4 separate regions of the Mus musculus genome follow, and regions 1, 3 and 4 are each linked to region 2. The links are chromatin contacts, called in public HiChIP or PLAC-seq and promoter capture Hi-C maps. All regions are on one chromosome and are shown on one strand. The core of a region is the stretch at or near the end of the contact, and the rest is flanking DNA. Distances in the headings are between cores, read along the strand shown. Region 1 holds the start of 4933439C10Rik (RIKEN cDNA 4933439C10 gene). Region 2 holds the start of 4930412M03Rik (RIKEN cDNA 4930412M03 gene). Region 3 holds the start of Arf1 (ADP-ribosylation factor 1). Region 4 holds the start of Snap47 (synaptosomal-associated protein, 47).

Evidence for each region. HiChIP or PLAC-seq counts read pairs in DNA pulled down with a chosen protein or histone mark. Capture Hi-C pulls out chosen DNA fragments and counts their contacts.
Region 1: a FOXA1 HiChIP or PLAC-seq map of pancreatic cancer cells shows a contact between it and region 2. The contact joins the promoter of 4933439C10Rik here to the promoter of 4930412M03Rik in region 2. A contact is called at or near these places in 2 of 39 promoter capture datasets (the C10 cell line and pre-B cells) and 1 of 115 datasets of contacts at active chromatin or transcription factors (pancreatic cancer cells).
Region 3: an H3K27ac HiChIP or PLAC-seq map of thymic regulatory T cells shows a contact between it and region 2, with 4 times the contacts expected there. The contact joins the promoter of Arf1 here to the promoter of 4930412M03Rik in region 2. A contact is called at or near these places in 4 of 39 promoter capture datasets (hippocampal neurons, liver and pre-B cells) and 1 of 115 datasets of contacts at active chromatin or transcription factors (thymic regulatory T cells).
Region 4: a promoter capture Hi-C map of liver shows a contact between it and region 2, with 2.1 times the contacts expected there. The contact joins the promoter of Snap47 here to the promoter of 4930412M03Rik in region 2.

Annotation. Positions count from the first base shown.
Region 1 is chr11:59,503,871-59,508,413 of GRCm38.p6, reverse strand. It overlaps 4933439C10Rik (RIKEN cDNA 4933439C10 gene), which reads right to left and starts at 2,761. Exons shown (of 5, transcript NR_015585.3): 1 at 1,528-2,761; 2 at 1,102-1,223; 3 at 476-583. Zkscan17 (zinc finger with KRAB and SCAN domains 17) reads left to right here and starts at 1,774. Exons shown (of 10, transcript NM_172941.4): 1 at 1,774-2,250; 2 at 2,452-2,586; 3 at 4,160-4,266.
Region 2 is chr11:60,113,737-60,118,193 of GRCm38.p6, reverse strand. It overlaps 4930412M03Rik (RIKEN cDNA 4930412M03 gene), which reads left to right and starts at 2,962. Exons shown (of 1, transcript NR_164317.1): 1 at 2,962-4,457. The region is part of intron 1 of Rai1 (retinoic acid induced 1); the gene reads right to left.
Region 3 is chr11:59,225,633-59,230,584 of GRCm38.p6, reverse strand. It overlaps Arf1 (ADP-ribosylation factor 1), which reads left to right and starts at 2,318. Exons shown (of 5, transcript NM_007476.3): 1 at 2,318-2,412.
Region 4 is chr11:59,447,870-59,452,707 of GRCm38.p6, reverse strand. It overlaps Snap47 (synaptosomal-associated protein, 47), which reads left to right and starts at 2,674. Exons shown (of 5, transcript NM_144521.3): 1 at 2,674-2,793. Jmjd4 (jumonji domain containing 4) reads right to left here and starts at 2,663. Exons shown (of 6, transcript NM_178659.6): 1 at 2,196-2,663; 2 at 1,868-2,033. The coding sequence starts at 2,463.

The DNA.
Region 1 (4,543 bases), core at 1,512-4,011, 610 kb after region 2:
AAGGCTGTCACTCTGATGGCAACAGAGATGGGGGGATCATTGGGACCACAGAGCAGGGTTTACAAGTGTCATCAGGTACTTCACCCACAACTCCTGACAGAACCCTGCTTGTTACAGAGTGAAATGCCTTTCTGTGGCTGCCCCAGGGCCCCATCACCTCAACTCCTTCATTTCAAAGACCACCTTTGCCAGGATGCCTGACACACCTGACTCCTCAATACAGCATGGTAACAACTCTCAGGCTCTGCTCAGAACTCAGTCCTGAGGTTGCTGTTCTGATTCAGTTTCCCCGTGGCTCCACTGACCAGAGCTCTGCTCACTATTCGCCCTTCCGATGGTCAGTGGGGTGCACAGATGCGCCCAGGATCTGGATGGGAGTGGCAAACTGCAGCTGTCTTGCAGACTCTCAGTACATATTCCCTGAATAGCCTCACAATGAAGCAGACAGCATCAGTCTCCTGTATGAGGGAGGTACCTGAAGCACAGAGAGGTCACGCAGGCCTTAGATCACCTGACTGCGCCTTGATGGGTGTGATTTAACACAGGTGCTCCGATTCCAGTCTATTAGTCCCTATTCCAGGTTCTATGCAGAAGAAACACAGAAAGAAGGCATATTAGGAGTCATTGGCGGCTTCTGAACAGCGAGAGGGGACCTAAATCCTGAGAGTTGTGAGCTCAGGGGGAGAAACTAAAGGGAAAGTGTTTGTGGGGGGAGAAAAATCCCATGTATCAGCCACCTCCTGGCGCTGCATTTTACCTGCGTGAGGGCTCCAATAAGTGCGCCTCTGAGGAATCCAAGTATTGAGCAGCCACCAGGCAGGAGCCTAAACAGCAGCCCTTCGGGATACACAACTGGACTAATCACTAGGCTTGACTCCCCAACGGGGTCTTTGGTCATTCCAGGCTGTGCTTCCTGGCTGGTGTTTTTGAAAAGGGATTGGCATGGATTTGTAAGTCTAGGTGGCTCCTATTGCTCTCTGTGAGCCTTAAGTCCCAGCCTTGGGTGACCCTTGCTTGCTCAGCGTTCTTCTGCACTTGGGGAACAATCATCCACTTGACTCACCTCCTAATGTCCCAAAACCTCGACCCTTAACTCCATACCTACTAGTCGGAAGAGATTGTCCCAGTCCCAATTATTAGAAGGAAACGGAAGCACGAAGTCTGCCGGTGGTGGGGTGTCTCTATCAAACCACCTTCTTTAAGGGTGACTTCCTACCATGTACCTTCGAAAGAGAACCAGAAAGGGGAAAAAAAATCAGCACAGTAGCTCACTTCTAGGCAGATTTTTCTTTGCTTCCTCCCTTTGACAGTCCGGCTCCATTGTCCAGCCCGAGGGAACTGAGGGAGGATTTGGACTCTACTCAACACAGGGTAGATGAGGCAGGAATAGGTTCCAATGCCCTAGTTCTTGGTCACCTCTCACTCTCCGTGACTTAAGTCACTCTGTCCTGTGTTTATGCATTAAGCCAGCGACAAGCTCCCCAACTCATACTCTCAGGATTGGCAACCTTCTCTCTCCGTACTCACCAGGACTATCCTGGTGCTCAGAGGGACCCAGAGTGCTACAGTCTTCCTTAAACAGAGAAATCGTAGATCATCTCCATGCCACGAAGCCGCGGGCCGCTGCTTCGGCGAGCACCGTGGATCGCTGGGTCTGCATTTCTCCAGTCCTACCGATTTGGGTGGCTCTGGCAGCGTTGGCTTTGAAATGGAATTGCGGCTGGAAGGGATTGGGGCACAACAGCACACACGGGATGCAAATGGTCACTGGGAGATCCCCTTACACCTCATCCCTCCTCCTCCCAATTCTGGCATTTCGCCAGCGCCGCCAGACCAGCCCTTCCCTGCGCCCACACAAGAGGAGCAGAGAAGAGCAAAGCCCCAAGCCGGCCTCCCTGGCTGGTGGCCGCGCGAACTGGCCCCCAGCGCCCGGGTCCCGCCGGGGCGCGCGCGCGCATCCCGAGCCCGCTAGGAAGGCCCACAAAGCTAAAGCCCGGGCCCCGGGCCCAGGCCGGGAGAGCACGGAGCGGGGCGGGGCGGGGCGGTCCAGGCGGGCCGGGGGTGTCGGATGTCACCCCCCCGCGTACACCTCGGCCAGGAGGCGGGGAAGCGAACCACTGAGATGAGGAGACCTCCTCGGTCCTAGAGCGGTGCAGGAAGTGTCCCAGGGGAGGGAGCCGGAGGGCTCCGGCCTTTCCTTTCCGCGGCGGCCCGGCCTACGCGGCCCGCCAACCGGGACGCTGCGCAGCGGTGAGTATACTGTGGCCCGGCTTCCCATGCCCCGCTGTCTGAACCCGGAACCCGCTCCCCACTTCCCGCGCTCTGATCCCCAGCCCGCGCCTGGGTCCTGCTCCCTGTTCTCCTCTTCCCGCGTCCGGGCCCAGATCCCTGCTCCCAGAGCCGCGTCCTCATAGGTGCCCTCGGGGATGAAGCAATACAATTCTCTTCCAGGCGTCTCCCTTCGCTCCCAAGCCCAGCTGATGCATTCTAGAGGATCCCGAGACAGGGTTGGCCTGGCCAGGGACCGAGTCTGGCCCATGCATTGGAGCCGCCTCTGCCAAAACACCAGAGAGACCGAGCTGGAAGGTGAGGATCTGCTCGCCTGCTGTCCCGGGCTTCGAAGGAAAGAGCCAGCAAATCTGAAAGAGTGGAAGCGACAGAAACCCCATAGTTCTCCTGGCCTAAAACACCCTCCTCTTCCTCCTCCTCCTGCTCTTCATTCCTTCCCTGGGATCCTGCGCCTTCAATAACTGCTTTGGGCAAGCCCCGCCCCTGCGGGAGCCCTCCCCTCCCTAACGGTAGTTCATTCATAAAGCTTCCGCTCCCGAGGCTCCTGCGCGCCAGGTGCCAGAGTGACAAAGAGGCACACGCTTGTCTGGCCTAGGGCTCTTTGAGAGCAGTCCCCCAGCAGAACCGGGTGCTGAGGGTGGGACCCTGGACACACTATCCTAAGTGTAGACCTGAGCCATTCAGGGCCCAGCAGGTGGGAGACAGTGGGCGGAGGAAGCAGGAGAGAGCGGGCGGGGCCCGGATTGGGTTCTTAATACGGGAGTAAGACGTGAGAGTAGTCGAGGTTCACAGCCTGTTGCTTTCAGAAGCTCGCGTCGGGTGTCTGCCTTTACTTCGGCAATCAGAGGAATACAGAAAAGTTGAGGTTCCAGGTTGTTATTCGGTTGCTTGGTGGCTTTCTGGTATCGCTTGTCTTCCAGCAAAGTGGTGCTGCCCCGCTGGGAGTCTCTTCCAGGTGAGGGTGTAAAGGGCCAGGCAGTGAGCGGCCCTGCCTGGGCTTTTCCGGAATCCCGAGAGCCCAACTCGGTGACTCCGTTTACCTTTTCTCCGAGTGTTCCAAAGTGTGGGTCAAGTGGAGAGACCGTGATATACTGTGCCCCTGGTGTGTTTGCTGGATTGTGTATGTGATAGTCGGGCTGAAAGCCTGGCGGTGACTGCCTCCTCTCTCATGACCAGGAAGGGCCACAATGTCACTATGTGTACCACTGCCTTAAGGAGAATCTGGAGAAAACAAGGGATAGGCTCAGACGGAACACTAGTAGCTTTTTTTTTTTTAGCCACATTTTTAGGTACTAAAATATAATTACATAACTACCCCCTTCCCTTCCCTCCAGCCCCTTTTACTCACACACACACACACACACACACTTATGCACGCACCTGCACACTTAACTATATAACAAGAACTTAAAAATTTTTTTTGAGATTTAAATTTTTAATAACATGTATACCTGTGTAGATATCTTTGTGTGAGTCTATGCCCTTGGGTGCGGTGCCCATGGAGGCTCGAAGAGGGTGTGGGAAACACTTACAGGACTTTGTGGACAGAGGGAAAAGTAGTGTGTACTCTCAACCAACCACTCAGCTGCTTCTGCAGCCCCTGTGTTGGACCAGGTGCGTGTAAGGCTTGTCATAAAGCACTGTATGGGGAAGAGGCACAGTCTTAGCTGCAACTCTGACACTGAGCTGTACCCCCAGGCCTAGCATTGGTGGTTTTAAATACAAGTCTTACTTTAACGCTCTGAGTTCCTTCTGTACCTGGGAGTTTTTGTCCTTGCCAGCACAGAGTGAAAGTTTCTGTCCCTGGCAGAGTGACATTGTTCCACGGTGGTCTTGCATAACTTCCCTTGCATATTTTTTTTTCCTCCAGTTCAATTTGTGAAGACCTCAAGAACAGAGACGGTGACTTCGACTCCAAAGCTTCAAGATTGTGGCCTGCTGGGGCTATTATCCTCCAGGAGGACCTGTCCATCAAAGGTATCACAAACCTTGGTTACACATAGATGCCTGTGGCCTCCTTGTTCTCCTGGGGTACTGGGAATGCCAGTGTCCTGTTGAATCGCCACCACTTTTCTCCCAAATGCCCTGCCTTCTTTACTGCCACATGTTAGGGGACTCCTCATGGAGTGATGGCTTGTGGGAAGGGTCATCTTTCTTTCGGTTCCCATGTGTAAGGACCAGCCACACCAACACTTCGTACATTTCCCAGGAATTCCTCAAAGGGCTGGTCTCCCATGGGCTCTGCCTAGCACCC
Region 2 (4,457 bases), core at 1,713-4,212:
GGGTAAATTCCACCCAGGGGTGGTGCCCAGCCCACAGGAAGGAACTCAGATAAATCAATCATGTGCAGACAAAGAATCTTTGCCATCACCTGGCAGACTCATCCATGCAGGTGAAGTGAGCTGTCCTTTAATAGCCATCACATTAATAAGCTTATTAATAAAATTTACAGGACTGATGGCTGCATGCTGACAACATGCCTACTGTACCTTTTCAATAGCACACACTGATGGTGGCAGGCAGTGACGGGGGGGGGGGGGGGGGGGGGCTTGGTGCTGGTCCTGACACCCCTGTGCTGGGCAAGGGACAGTCTATGGTTTTTCCATCTGTTGAATTTAGCTGCCACTCAAAATGCAAATTCAACATTCTCTGTCTAGGAAGCTTTCCACCCTCGGTCTTAGAAGCCTTTCCAGTGTAATCCATCTAGCAACTGAGATCCTCCAAGGTCTACCTCAGAGGGCCTGGGTGGCTAAGACTGCACTGTGAAGACAAAAGAAGAAAAGAAGCTGGCTACAGGGTGAATGAGGGCAGGGTAGTTCAGAGCCAGATCTGGGAGTTGTCTGGACATAGGAAGGTTGTACCCTGTGCCAGGCCTACATGCCTCCAGTGAGAGGTTATGGAGCTAGGACAGCAGACCCTGATTCTCAGCAAGACCAGACAAAAAGAATAGTCAAGAGATGAACACAAGTCTCTAGGTCTGAGGGAAGGTTGCCTGGCTCTGGGTGAGGCTGGGTCTGATCCTTTCCAGCCTTGTATGTCTGGCCAAATAAAAGTCTTTGCTTGAGCCTAGGGCTCAACATGGGCCAAGAACCTTCTGGGTTCCTGTACAGAATGGTGGCTTCCTCAACCTCTCTTATAAGAAAGACTCCTGGGCCAGGCGTGGTAGTGCACGCCTTTAATCCCAGCACTCGGGAGGCAGAGGCAGGCAGATTTCTGAGTTCGAGACCAGCCTGGTCTACAAAGTGAGTTCCAGGACAGCCAGGGCTATACAGAGAAACCCTGTCTCGAAAAAACAAAACAAAACAAACAAAAAACAAACAAACAAAGATGCCTGGTCCAAGACACTTGTTAGAGGTTAATGGCAGGAAAAGAGACCTGCCAAGGGTCTGTGGATAGAGAGATGAGTGACATGACTACCTGGGTAGCCCAACAGGCTGCTAGCTCTCCTAAGATTAAAACTCCCCATCTCAGATTCCCACGGATGCACAGAACAGAGGATGATACCTTGTAGTGCACTATGCCGATCCGGTGTCCACACTAAGTTTGGCATCAATATGGTGACATCCTGGGAGTTGGGGACACCAGGTTTCTGGGAATTGAACTCCAGAACTTTGGAAGAGCAGTCAGTGCTCCTAATAGCGGAGCCATCTCTCCAGCCTTTCTCTGCCTCTTACTGTGGGGTGGAGTTTAGGCAGAATGCTAACATACCTTGTATGGCATTATATGAGAAAGGCAGAGTATATACTTCAGGTACCTACAAGAGTGGTAGCATACACAGTAAGGATAACCCTATGACAGGCAATGCCTTTAGAGACTAGAATATGGGTAAATTTCTTCCTTTTAACTCATATTTTTCAAAAGTTCTATAATAAGCCTGTTCTCCTTTTATAGCAAGAAAAAAAAGCTATTAAAGTCATCAAATACTTTACAAGTCCAAACATACAGCATGACTCTTTCATTCTTTGCATTTGTTGTGCTCATCCCATATTGTTTTTCAGGAATTTAGGACACACACACATACAGTGTGAATGAGTGAGTGTGTGTGTAGAGGAAAACTTGCCAGAGTCAGTTTTCTTCAAAGTCAGGTCACGAGGCTTTGTAGCAGGCCCTTTACCTGCTAAGCCATCTCACTGGTCCTATATCGTTTTTTGAGATGAGGGTTTTGGTATGTTGCACAAGCTAATCCTAAACTCCTGCTGCACTCAACCTCAAAAGGAGCTGAGATGTCAGGCATGGGTGGGTCTGGTTCTACTTTTGAACTTCTCTACAGTCAGCATATTCAGATTATCAGACTAGAAAATACTTAGAATTGGGAAGTTTTGTTTTGTTTTGAAACACAAGAACTCCTCATTATACAACCCAGGCTGGTCTCAATCTTGCTAGCCTATCAACCTCAGCTTCCTGAAGCGCTAGAGATACAAGTGTGCACCACTACTCTTGGCCTACATATCAAGATACATCCTTCTGCTTCCATAAAAACCTACTCTCGTCCTCCTGTGTGTGCCCTGGGTGAGGCTGAAGAAAGGCAGAGTCCAGCAGCTTAAGAGGCAATCTTCTTGCCAAGACCCTAAGACCAGTATTAAATTTAGCTGCCTGCTCCATACAAGCAGAAGGGGGCAGAAGCCAACTGAATTGGAGCCTCTTACTGGACTAGAGGAAAGAAAGCAGATCAGGAGGGTGAAGTTAGGGATTCAAGGCATGAAAAGCATGCGGAGAGAGGGCAGCATTACATGGGTCAAACTTGGCAACAAAGTTTAGTTACAGGTTTCCCAGGGCAGGCGATGGAGCCCGGGCTCAGAAAGTAAGAATGTACCTCCTGGCCAGGCAACCAAACGTCTGCCAGCTACAAGAGGCCAAGTGCTGGGCTCTGTCGAGGACAAGCGAGTACCTCTGGGCACAACTCTGCCAGTGTAAGAGAGTGTCGGGGCGCTCCCCGCGCCTCGTCCGTGAAGGACCGCGCAAAGAAGCACCAAGGCTGTGGCACCCGGGGGAGGGGAGAGCTAGACAGCAGAGAGCCCTGAGAGTACCTTCCCAGGTCTGGAAGCCACGCCTCCGGCTTTGCAATCCCGGAAAGGGGCCCGGCTCTACCAGGGGCGGGGCCTTGGCTGCCGGTCCCAGCAGCGCGGAGCATGACGGGCCAGGAGCTGCCATGGCGACTCAGTGCCCGCCCCGCCCCGCCCCGCCCCGCCCCTTGCACCTCCCGTGTGGAACGCTGCTTAGGGGGGCGCCGCGGGCTGGCGGGCAGGAAGCGCGGGCGTCTGCCCTCCCGCCGCCCGTTTCGAGGTCGTGGAGAGGAGAGGAAATGGCCCCGGAGCAACCACGCAGCTGCCTGATCGTCTGGCCCGACCGCGCCTCAGTAGATTTGGGTCCTGGTCTGAGCAGCCGGGCTGGTGCGGGTGTCCTCACTAGGATAATGAATACAGCTCCACTACCTATACTACCCAAGACGACCCCTCACACGCTCTGCGAGGAAACCGGTCTTCGGACCTGTGCCCCCAACCTGGTGGCCTGCACCAGTGATAGGGCAATTTGACTCCTAGTCGTGGGGGCTTGTGATACTATCTCTACCTACAGACACCCACTGCCTGTCACTGCACAGTAAACCTTCCTGCTCCACAGGGCTGCCTCCCCACTGGAATTCCCACCGTGTTCCTGGTTCTGGAAAGTCTGTTTTCCCGGGTGGCCATGATACCCTCCCTACTACTCCACTTCTTCCTTGCAGTCACAAGCAGCAGAGTGGAATGGGAGCTCGACACTGACTAGGCCTTTAACAGTCCTAAGGTATGTTAGTCCTAAGGTATGTTAGTCCCAGGGAGTCCGTTAGATCTGTACAGAAGTCAAGTGGCAGGGCCCAAGCGTTGCCTGTCTACAAGGAATGGGCCTCGTCATCCAGCTCTGGCTACCCACAACCCAACTACAGCTCGACCTCCCATACCTCCTCCCTCTCTCGCCTACCACAGGCCTGGCTTCCCTTCTGAGCCGCCAATCTGAAGCCACACAAAGGCCTGTTTGTTTGCTTTCACTCCGACTCCCCCCCCTGGATCCTATGTCTTTTCTCTGCTACCTGCCGGCAGGGCTTCCTCTCCCAGCCGCCAGCGGGCTGAAGAGGAGGGGCCGAAGGGAAAGAGGGGCAGCCATTGCAGAAAGCCCTGCCTCATGATCACCCCGTGGTTCCTCGAATCCACCTCCCTAGTACCAGGAGCTCTCAGTTTGATGGCTTGACAAATGACGATGACACTGGTGTCCCTTCAAGGTGTCTCCGAATAAAGGGAGCTAGCTGGGTGGGCAATACCTGGGTAGAGAAAGAGGAGCAGATAGACTCAGCTAGTCTCCCCCTATCCATGTGAACAAGATTTGTTTGTAAGAAAGGCTGCCTTGGCTTTCTAAGCAACCTGGAGTCTGCCAGGAGATATGGAGATGAAGGGGGCCAGGAGGCCTCGATGGAGCAGGCAGAAGGATGTTGTTTCCCAGCTCCCCCTCGGTTGGTGGGTGCCCTCAGTGTCCACTTTGGCTAGGCACCCCAGAGAACATCTTGTGTCTCAGAAGCCCTGCACAGCCAAGTGAGCTGAAATAAGGCTTTCACGGGCAAAGAAAAACAAACAGCCACATTCCACACCACCTTCTCTACCTGCAGAGGGAGGCTGCCCTCTCTCCCCATTCAAATAAAGAAATTCGACACTGATATAGCACAGAGATAGGCAATCTGGCCTGGCTCCCCCACCAGAGCTCTTTTATTGCA
Region 3 (4,952 bases), core at 1,069-3,568, 890 kb after region 2:
CAGAGCTGGTCCATCCAGGGACCTCAGATAGGAAAAGGGACTCCTGGTCTCTAAGCAACCTTGTGGAAGAGTTAGCCTCAGTTTACCCGAGCAATTGCTATTTCCTGGTAGGGTCTGTCCCTAGTCATGCCCACTCAGGGCTCCCACACATATGTTTTCAAGCCCCCGCCACCCCACTGGGACAGGGCTCAAAGCAGAAGCACAGATGAAAGAAGGAAGTAAGTTTCTTCACTTGGGAGTAGGCATCCAGCAATCTGTCTTATCATTTTCAAAAAACTGTATCTTACATAAACCCCATCTTGTCTCTCCATATTGTTTTTCAATTTGCTAAGTTCCTCCTCACAAAATAAAGTTTCTTTGGCTTTCTATTTCTTTTAAAAATTTTAAAGATTTTGTTTTTTAAAAAATAAATATTTTTAAAAATTTAAGATTTTTTTTTAACTGTGTGTGGTTTATGCACGTGCTTGTGGAGGCAGAAGCTTCAGAGTCCCTGGAACCGGAGTTATGGGCAGTTGGGAGCTAGGAACAGAGCTTGGGTCCTCTGTGACAATAGTATGAAGAGTTTCTTCAGTTCAATTGTCCAACTTCCTTTTTAATACACACTTGGGGATGGAGTGATGGTTCTGTGGTCAAGTCCACTGCAGCTCTTGTAGAGGAACTGGGTTTGGTTCCCAGAAACTGCATAGTAACTCAAAACATCAGTAGCTCCAGTTCCAATGGATCTTCTGGACTTTTTGGGCACCAGGCACCCATATGGTATACATACATATTTATAGACACTCACATATATAGATAAAATAAGTAAATCTTGAAAAATTATATATATTTAAGTGAATATACAATTTAACATTCAAAGTTCATGTGCAATATGAAAATTTCACTGTGGCTTCAGCTGACCTGGGGAGGTAGGAAGAGCCTGCCTAGGTAGGTATCCACTTCAAATGTATCATCCATTACACATGTGGATATTAAATATCTACAAAGGCTGTTTAAAATTTTAACTGACACAAATAATTATTTACGGGGTACAGAGTGATGTTTTGAGCGGGACTACAATGTACAGTGGTCACATTACAATAAACAGAATGACTACCACCCTGTCTCCATTTTTTCATAATTTTAGCCTTTTTAGGTACAGAAAGGGAGTTTGGTTCTTGACTATTAGCCTGCGGTTTTCTGGACACCCCATCTCTTTGTCGACTTATCCATGAGGCTAAGACAGGCTTCTGGCATGGCTGGAATCACAGGTCTCAGGAGATGTCCTGCCATTTCTCCAGGGTTGGTGGCAGGCAGCGACACCCAAGGCTTTGTATAAACACTTGCTGTGTGTTGAGGGTGAGAGAGAACAGGCAAGCACCCCCATAGACGTTTACAGAAGCAGCATTTGAAAATGGAGCCCTGAGCGATGGAAAGGGATGTGTTAGGGTCAAGAAGGTGACTATTGCATCGAATCCTGCCAGGCTCAGCACCCACAACTCTGGGGAGAAAGCTCTGGAGGTCTCAACCCCCAAACACAGTGAGGATGCCCTGTACCCTGTGCCTGGACACAACAGTGGCTGAAGCAGGCCCTGGTAACAGAACTGTCTCCTGCTAACTCAATAGATAGGGCTCCAGGCTCAAAAGAATCTCCCAGGGCCCTCAACATCTCCTACCTGTGGGACTTCTCCCAACAGCACACGGGGTGGAAGAACTGGATAGGGAGGACAGAGCCTGGGCCTGATTCCTGCATCGATGGGGAGAGTTAACGGATTCCTCCTCACCTGCACCCTGAAGGAGGCCACCCCATCACTGCCTCTCAGGCAGTGCTATGCCCATGCAGGTGTCTGGTCCTCTCAGTCAGCTCTGAGCGTGCACACAGGTCCAAGACCAGTGTGGAGACATGGTGCTTGTCTGACATTTGGCCTGCGCCTCTTCCCACTTTGGCCATCTGTCGGTCACATCATTCTCTTCAATTCCAGGGCCCAGCTGGAATATCAGAGACCCTGGGGTACTGTGAGAAGGACATTACACCTCCTAGGGCTGACACGACCTTCCCACTCTGACCTTGGCGCTCTAGAACGCTTACTGGCCTCAACCCCCGCATCCGCGGAATGGGCTGGAATTCCGCAGGAAGGCGCGCGTGCGCACGCGCCGGCGGACACGGAACTCCATACACCACACCCTTGCTCGTTCTAGTGCCGGGAGCCAGAGTGCTAGCCCGGGACCCGATCCGGAAACAGAGCGACCTCGGCTCCGCCCCGTGAAGGCTACAAAGTGCAGACGCGCAAGCGCCATCCGTGTGGGGGCGGGGCCCTCTGCGTGCCCGCCCTCTTCCCCCGGCGTGCCCCGCGGCAGGCGCTGACGTGGCTGCCGTCAGCGCCGCCATCTTGTGGGAGCGAAACCAACGCCTGGCTGGGAGCAGCCGCCGCGGAGGTGAGACGCGGGGCGCGCTGAGGCCGAAACTGGGGAGGCCGCGGGCTGGTCATCGTGGGAGTCAAGGGGGCGCTCAGCTGCGGCTGCTAAGGACCGAGTCCGGTCGGGCGGCCTGAGGTCTATGCTCAGTGAGCTCGGCGGCAGGCCGGACAGAGGATCGGGACGCCCCGGAGTCCCGCGTCGCCCACGGCCGCTTGGCCCTCCCCCACTCCGCGGCCCTTACGCCTGCCTGGCCGCCCGCCGCGGGCCGCAGCCCGGAAGTCCGGCCAGGACGCCGGCTCTTCTCCAGGAAGCCAGGTTTCCTGCTGTTCCTCTCTGCGCCTCTCCTAGGCTCCACGGCCCGAGAGCCTGGGAGCGGGGAGCAGGGTTCGGGGGGTCACGGGGTTTTCCTTCTTAAAGGCTAGCCGGCCGCTTCAGATACGGCATGAACCGCGGGCTTGGGGAAACTGAGGCTCGGGTGGCCCCGAGACGACGTCAAGGTCACTCGGGTGGCGAGGTCTTCCTCTTCTGTCTCTCGAGTCCGGTTCCTGTCGGCCTGGAGGACCGAAGTTGTAGGAAGGGGGAAGGGAAAGGGACAGGTGTCGGACAGGGGCTCCGAACTGCGGATCCAGGTGCTGGGATTTAACACGCGCATTTGCGGATCTCGGGGGATACCAGAATACCCACTGTGATCCCCAATTAGCCGTGATTTGGGCCCCGAATATCGTCGGTGAGATCTGCATTGGGGTGCCGATGGCCCCCGGAGGGGTTTGAGCCTTGTTTCGCCTCTTGACCGGCTCCTTTATGCACTTTTGGGTGGATTAGAAAGGCCATTCTGAATTGGAGAATCTTTAACCTGCCCATGGAATAACCCGTTCCCGGCCTCTGAGCAGTCCGCAGGTACAGAGACCAGGTCCAGTACACAATTCTGGCTGTCCATTTAGGGTGGTCGTGCCATGTCAGTTTGTAGTGTAGGTAGCTACATATGTTGTATGGTCTAGCTACATAGAACAAATGCAAAATGCTAGGGATTCTGTTCACATCAAGAAGGAATTCTCCCATTCAAACAGCAACTGGCTGCTTTGTCAGGAAAGGAAGGGTCAGCTGCTCTTGGTCCCAGAAGTCATTGGAGAGCCCAGTAGTTGATGCCACAACCCATGTTGGAGTCTTCTGTTGTAGTTCTTGTTTCACAACTAGTGGTCAGCAGTTTTTCCTGCAGGCTGATTCTGGTGGTTTCTGCCGTGTCTGTCAGAAGACTAGTGAGGTGCCATGGTGCTTTGTGTGCTGGCCTCGTGTCTCTCCTCTGTCTTAGCCAGTATCCACAGTGCCTGACATAGGTGACTATAGTGTCCTCACTTTTGAACTTTTAGCAGCACTAGCAGAAATAGCCTAAACTATGAGATTTGATGCACTGTGTTACTACCTGGTTTCTCTGTTTCTCCAGAGAGTTGTGTGGTGTAAGGGCCAGTCACAGATGTGTGAACTACATTGTCTTCTGTGGCATAAAGGTTTCCCTTATTGGAATGTCTCTCACTTATCCTTAGATTTGAAAATGGGTCTGAGTCACTGGATCACCACACTGTTCTCTTGCTTGTGAGGCAGATGTACAGAATTGCTACTTCAAAAAGGTTTAGGAGCTAGATGGTAGAGTGCTTTTCTAGCCTTCGTGAAGTCTTGGTTTGGATCTCTAGCACTGCATACAAGGTTTAAGGCAGTGTGAATAACAGCTGACTCATACTCAGTCTACTCATCCTGAAAGGAAAGTAGCAGTAACTAGTTCTGTGGCCCTCACACAGCTGTGATTGTAAGTCATGCATCTGGGACGTCCACTGTGCCCCTTGCCCCTTGTAGAACGGATATTCAGAATCTTTGCTCCACTGGGCTGCTTCCTCTGCCCAGGACCAGACAGGCTTCAAAATACCTTTTCTTTTTCTTTTTCTTTCTTTCTTTTTTTTTTTAAAGTAAAGGTAAATTAGACCAGCAGTTGCTGTGGTAACCCAGTGTCAGGCAGCCTAACCAAGAGAAAAAACTTGTTGTGCAAGTTCATGCAATAGCTTGTCACAATGCTTTGAAATTGTTTGGTCAATTTTTTTTTTCAGATTCTTAGAATTAAATGTTACATTGATGTGCAGGGTTTTTCTGTATAGCCCTGGCTGTCCTGGAACTCCCTCTGGAGACCAGGCTAGCCTCGAACTCAGAAATCTGCCTGGGTGTTGGGATTAAAGACATAAGCCACCACCTCCTGGCTCTGATATACAGGTTTAAATCTACTCGTAATCACAAAGGCTGTGCTGCTCTAGGTTGCTCTGTCATTCCTGGTCTTCCCTGTTGTCTTTCTTGAATCTCTTTGACCTTTTCATGAAATTGTCAGAGATGGTAAGGAGAGAAAAATGGAAATTTCTTTGACTTGAGATTTGACACGCAATAGCATCTTTTTGTGTGTATTCTCTATCTACTATTGAAGATTTGACATTGCCTACTGAGAAGTTAAAAGGTAGCTGGGGGTGGGAGTGTGTATACATTGGGATTCCTCATTACACACCAACGTCTGTGTCCAATAT
Region 4 (4,838 bases), core at 1,425-3,924, 670 kb after region 2:
GTGAGTTCCAGGACAGCCAGGGCTATAAAGAGAAACCCTGTCTTGAAAAACCAAAAAAAAAAAAAAAAAAAAGTTTACCTAAAATTCCAAGCTACTACACACAACAGTATTAGGGCCTGTGTTAAGGTTTGCTCTGTTGCTAAAGTCTGTACCCTAAGGTCTAGACCTAGGAGTGAATTCTCAGTTACCAGCTCTTGTTGTGCAAACCTTGTTCCTTAATTTAAAACTATTGATTAAATAAAAATGGCTATGGCCAATTACTGGAGAAATTAGAGGTAGGCAGGGGTGGGAGGGTTTAGTTACCTGGTTGAGCATGAGAAAAAAGGAAAGAACGAGGAGGTGAGGAGAAGGCGCCATGAGAGATGGCCCTTGAGCACATGGCCGGGGGAAACATCACGCACTTGGGGAACACCACTGGGGGTGTAGCCAGGCCACGGTTAGAAAAGTAGAACAGGGGTTTCCCCCAGCAATTATCAAAGCTAAATAAAAAAACCACAGTCTGAGTATCATTTATTTGTACACTAGTGGGGATAAGCTTAAATTGGTTGTACTACAGGCCTGTGAGTCTGTTTCTGCCACGATGAGATCCAGGACGTGTGTCTGGTCACACTTTACCCAGCTCCTGCTCTGGGCCCACAGAAGTAGCATGGCAGGGTAGCTGGAAGCTGGTGTTTCTCTTGCATCTGGTCAGTTATGGGAACTGCAGGGGCCTGAATTCCATCCCACTCTACAGTTCAGAGCCTTATTGCGCACACAAATGATACAGGAATTCAACTGTTCATTGGTTCACTCAATGTTACACTGTGCCTTTTGCTGGGGGTCTGAGTACAATGGTCTGTACTTGTGAAAGGGACGTCAGGTAGAGGAAAACACACAGTCGCAGGGTCACCATGGAAAAGGGTAATGCTCTTCCCAAAGAGAGCATCACGTGAGCTGGGTCTTAGGGACAGCCCAAACTCCTGAGATGTAGGGAGCGCCTCGGCTTATGATGGCCTTACGTACTGACATGTCCAAGCTGAAAATACCATAAATGTCAAAACATACTAACAGTATGTGTTTATATGCTCACAACCTTAGCATTCCCAGTTCCAAAAGGAAAACACAACAGTGTGCCTAAGTGCATGACTACCGTAGCTTAGCACAGCAACAGAGCACACTGTAAAGGTGTGATCATTTTAGTAGATCCGGGGGTTTAGATGGAGGTTATGGCTTCTTGACCCTGTCCATCATTGAGAGAGAAGGGTGGGAGATGAACAGACCATATATAGCTAGCCTGGGAAGACACCATAATTCAAATTTTGAAGTAGTTTCTACTGACTGCAATGCATTCTTGCTCCAGCAAGACGTCAAAAATCTCCTAAGTAAAGCTGTCACAAGATGCTGTGTGAGAAAAGTGGAAGCTGATAAGGGAGAGTATTGAATGTGTCTTTAAAGAGTAAAGGGGTTTCCAAAGTGGGACAAGAGTGGTTGCGGAAAGGTCACTTGTCCCTTTAGAGAGCTTAGAATGGCCCAGGGGATGGCAAGAATCCCCAGAGCAATCGTAGAAGGAACAAGCGTCCTCTCAGTGGGGTTGCAGAGAGGACAGCCCCAGAGGATCTGAGATACCAGCTCAAAAATACAGAAGAGGAAGGAGACACCAGGCCGCCTGTACCCATACAAGATGTACGAAAGACTTACCTTCCCCATAATAGTCTACCTGGCTCGCTATGTTGATCTCCCCACATCTTCGCATCAGTTCTGTGATACACATTAGAACTCTGCTGTAGAGGTAGCCCCTCTGAGTGCAGTGGGCGTGCTCCACCTGGACTGGCTGCACTAGCTGCTTAGGGTAAGTGCCCAATGGCCATGCGCCGTCCTGTCTTATTACCTGCACAGATGCCAGTCCTTGAGGTAGAGGCAGCCCCGCGAAGAGGAGTAACTCCCTTGGATGTAGTCCTTCCAGTAACTGATATAGTCGCGGAAGGACATGTGCTCCTTGGGGTTTGAATTGTATTCTCGCACTCCACAGTTGGCAACCGGTACAACCGCGTCTCCTGCAGCGAGAGAGTCAGCACAGAAATGGCAGAGTCATACACGTAGTTCACCATCTTGGGGTCCGGCCACCCTCTGGCCGAATTATCCAGACTCCACTAGTCTGTCCGGCCCCGGCCGCCCTCCCATGCCGGGGTCTATACCTCCCGTCTGCGCCCTCCTACCATACTTCTGCTGCAGATACTCGAAGTCAGGCTTTCCCTCCGAGGTCACCCAGCGCCGCCTGCTGCCCCAGCCCTCGGTGAAGGCGCTAGAAAACACGCAGGGCAGGTTAGGCAGCAGGAAGCCCTTCACGAAGTCAGCATAGGAGAAGGCGTTCGGGGTCTGAATGAAGGTCACGCCGCTGGGTGTGGGGCCGCCACCGCCGCTAGGGACTGGGTCTCGGAGGTCCCGGTAGTACCGCTCGGCAAAGGTGCGTGTCTCCCGATCCATCCACCGGGAAACCTGACCCCAGAGGCCCAGTCCGGCTTCTCGCTACACCCCAAATAGGGACCGGAGGCTGAGAAACCCCCTAAAATCAGCTCGGAGTGGTAACCACAGAGAAAGAGCCCGGAACGAAAAGCCACAGGTGCGACATTCCAGCAGGAACGCGGGCCTTGGGGCTCCCAGGGTGTGCGCGTGCGCGCCTACGCGGCCCCGCCCTCTCGCGCAGGCGTACAAGCGCTCGCCGAGTGGCTGACCTGCTCCCCAGCTGCTGGCGTCTCTGTCTGGTGGTCCAGTGGAGCGTGCCATTGCGTCTTCTGCGTGCTCCTCTTGCCTCAGGTGAGCTGCTACCGCGCAGCTAGCCAGTACCGGAGCCCGCCACCGACACAGGAGATGAACATCAGTCTCAAACCTCAAAGGATGACTGGGTCCTGAGAGGATGCTGGGGCGCAGAGCGGGCGGTCAGGATCCGCGGGGGGTGGGGCGGCGGGGTGGGGGTGGGGCGGCGGGTGGGGGTGGGGCGGCGGGGTTGGGCGGCGGGGTGGGGGGTGGGGGTGATGTTCCCGAGTGTCTTGGATAGATTGTGGAGGAACCTTTTAAAGGATTGTGATGTTTCCTTAGAAATAGAACGAGGAAAAATTAAAAGGAGAAAATGAGCTTTTTTGGGGGGCGGGGGGGGGGAGATGCTGAGGTTCAGGTAGAGAGGTATGTATGCATTGGGAAGAGGGGAAGGATAGAAACGAGGCGGAGGAGGGTTGTTTGGCCAAACTCGCCTGTTGTGGCCTTTATCGTGACGCTTGTCTGGAGCTGTGTTGCGGCTAGGTCATGGTAGAGATGACAGCTCATAGAGAAATTCAAGTGACGAGAAACATCGATGCCAGGACTCGTGGTGCACGCCTATAATCCCAGTATTGGGGATGCTGAAACGGAAAGGTTCCGAGGTTCTAAGCCAAAATGAACCACAAATCATGACTTAGCTCCAAAAGAAAAAAAGCCAGGTTACAATAACAACAACAATAAAACCCCAACGCACCCAGAATTCCATTCACGTGTAATCACTAACTCTGGTATTGAGCCAGTTTTTTCCAGGTATGCATGTGTTTATACATTTTATCCCTGTTACCCCCTCCCTCTCTTCCCTCTTTTCCTGCATTGGCAGCATGTTATATTTGGAAACACCATTTTAGATTTTTTAAAATCTCCTCCTACAATTGGCCTACAATTCTTAAAATTCCTGGACAGGTTGAGTTGATAAATGCCATTTTGCATGCTAATGAGTCCAACACCATCCAACAGCCAGTAGGGTAGATTCCAGATGGAATGGCTCACTGAAAGACCTGAGTAGGATCAGAGGGTGGGGACTTTGAACCCAGCCCTCAGCTTCTAGGGCTAAAGGTTGAGTGGGTCATCAGTGGTCAGTGTCTCATCAGTCATGTCCACAGCATCCCTAGAAGACCCATTCAGAGGATCCTATGTGCTTAGGGAGGTGAGGGCTGGTTCTTCTTAGAAGTTGGTGGTTTTCTGAGTAATACGAGCTTCTAGGGGAACTCCAAACCAAGGAGGACCTCTGGAACCCTGCTTTCTAGGTGCTGGCCATCAGAGTGGTACTACAACCTGGGCTTGCATCTGCACCAATGTAGGGACATCTTGGGAGACAGAACCCCACCCTTGGGACCTAATATGATCTTGAGGCAGACATTTGTCAGAGCTGAACTGAATTAAGGACATTCTTCCTCTGGTGTTCACTGATAAGGACCCTTTTAGGGTCCCAGAATCCTGTACTGACTAGGACATGAGAGTAGAGGTAAAATATGTAGTTTGTTTTGTTTTCTGGGAAAGTATGAAACCCAGTTAGGAATTACTTCTTTGCTTGAGTATCTAAGACCATTGTCCACGAGCAAGAAAGAGGTCAGGGCCAGCAGGTAGGTATATATGCTCTCAAGAGCTCTGGGGCAGCGTAGCCTGTGGCACTGTAATGGGAACATGAGCCCTTGTGCCCTGTGTAGTTAGTGCTGTAATCCTGGTCTTCACATGATAGCTGGCCTCTGGGTGTTAGTAACAGAGCCGATTATGTGAGGCCTGGCGAGAGGCCCGAAACCCAGGTGTGTGCCCATGAAGTTGCCTCTCCTACCTCCAGCTGGGAAGTGCTGGTGATGCACATCCCCAGCCCACACAGACCTATGGAAACTGCGCATCCTGGGCAGAGCCACCCCAGAAGAAAACAGGAAAGGATTGGAATTGGCACCCTGGGGAGGGGAGGGGAGGTGGAAACACTGCACAGTCTCATTTCTCTCTCTGAATTTCTAGAGCATACCCTGCAGCAAGGCTGTGGTGTTTGCTCGAAACATCCTCAGACAGCATGCCTGAGCCTCCCAGGGTGGGGA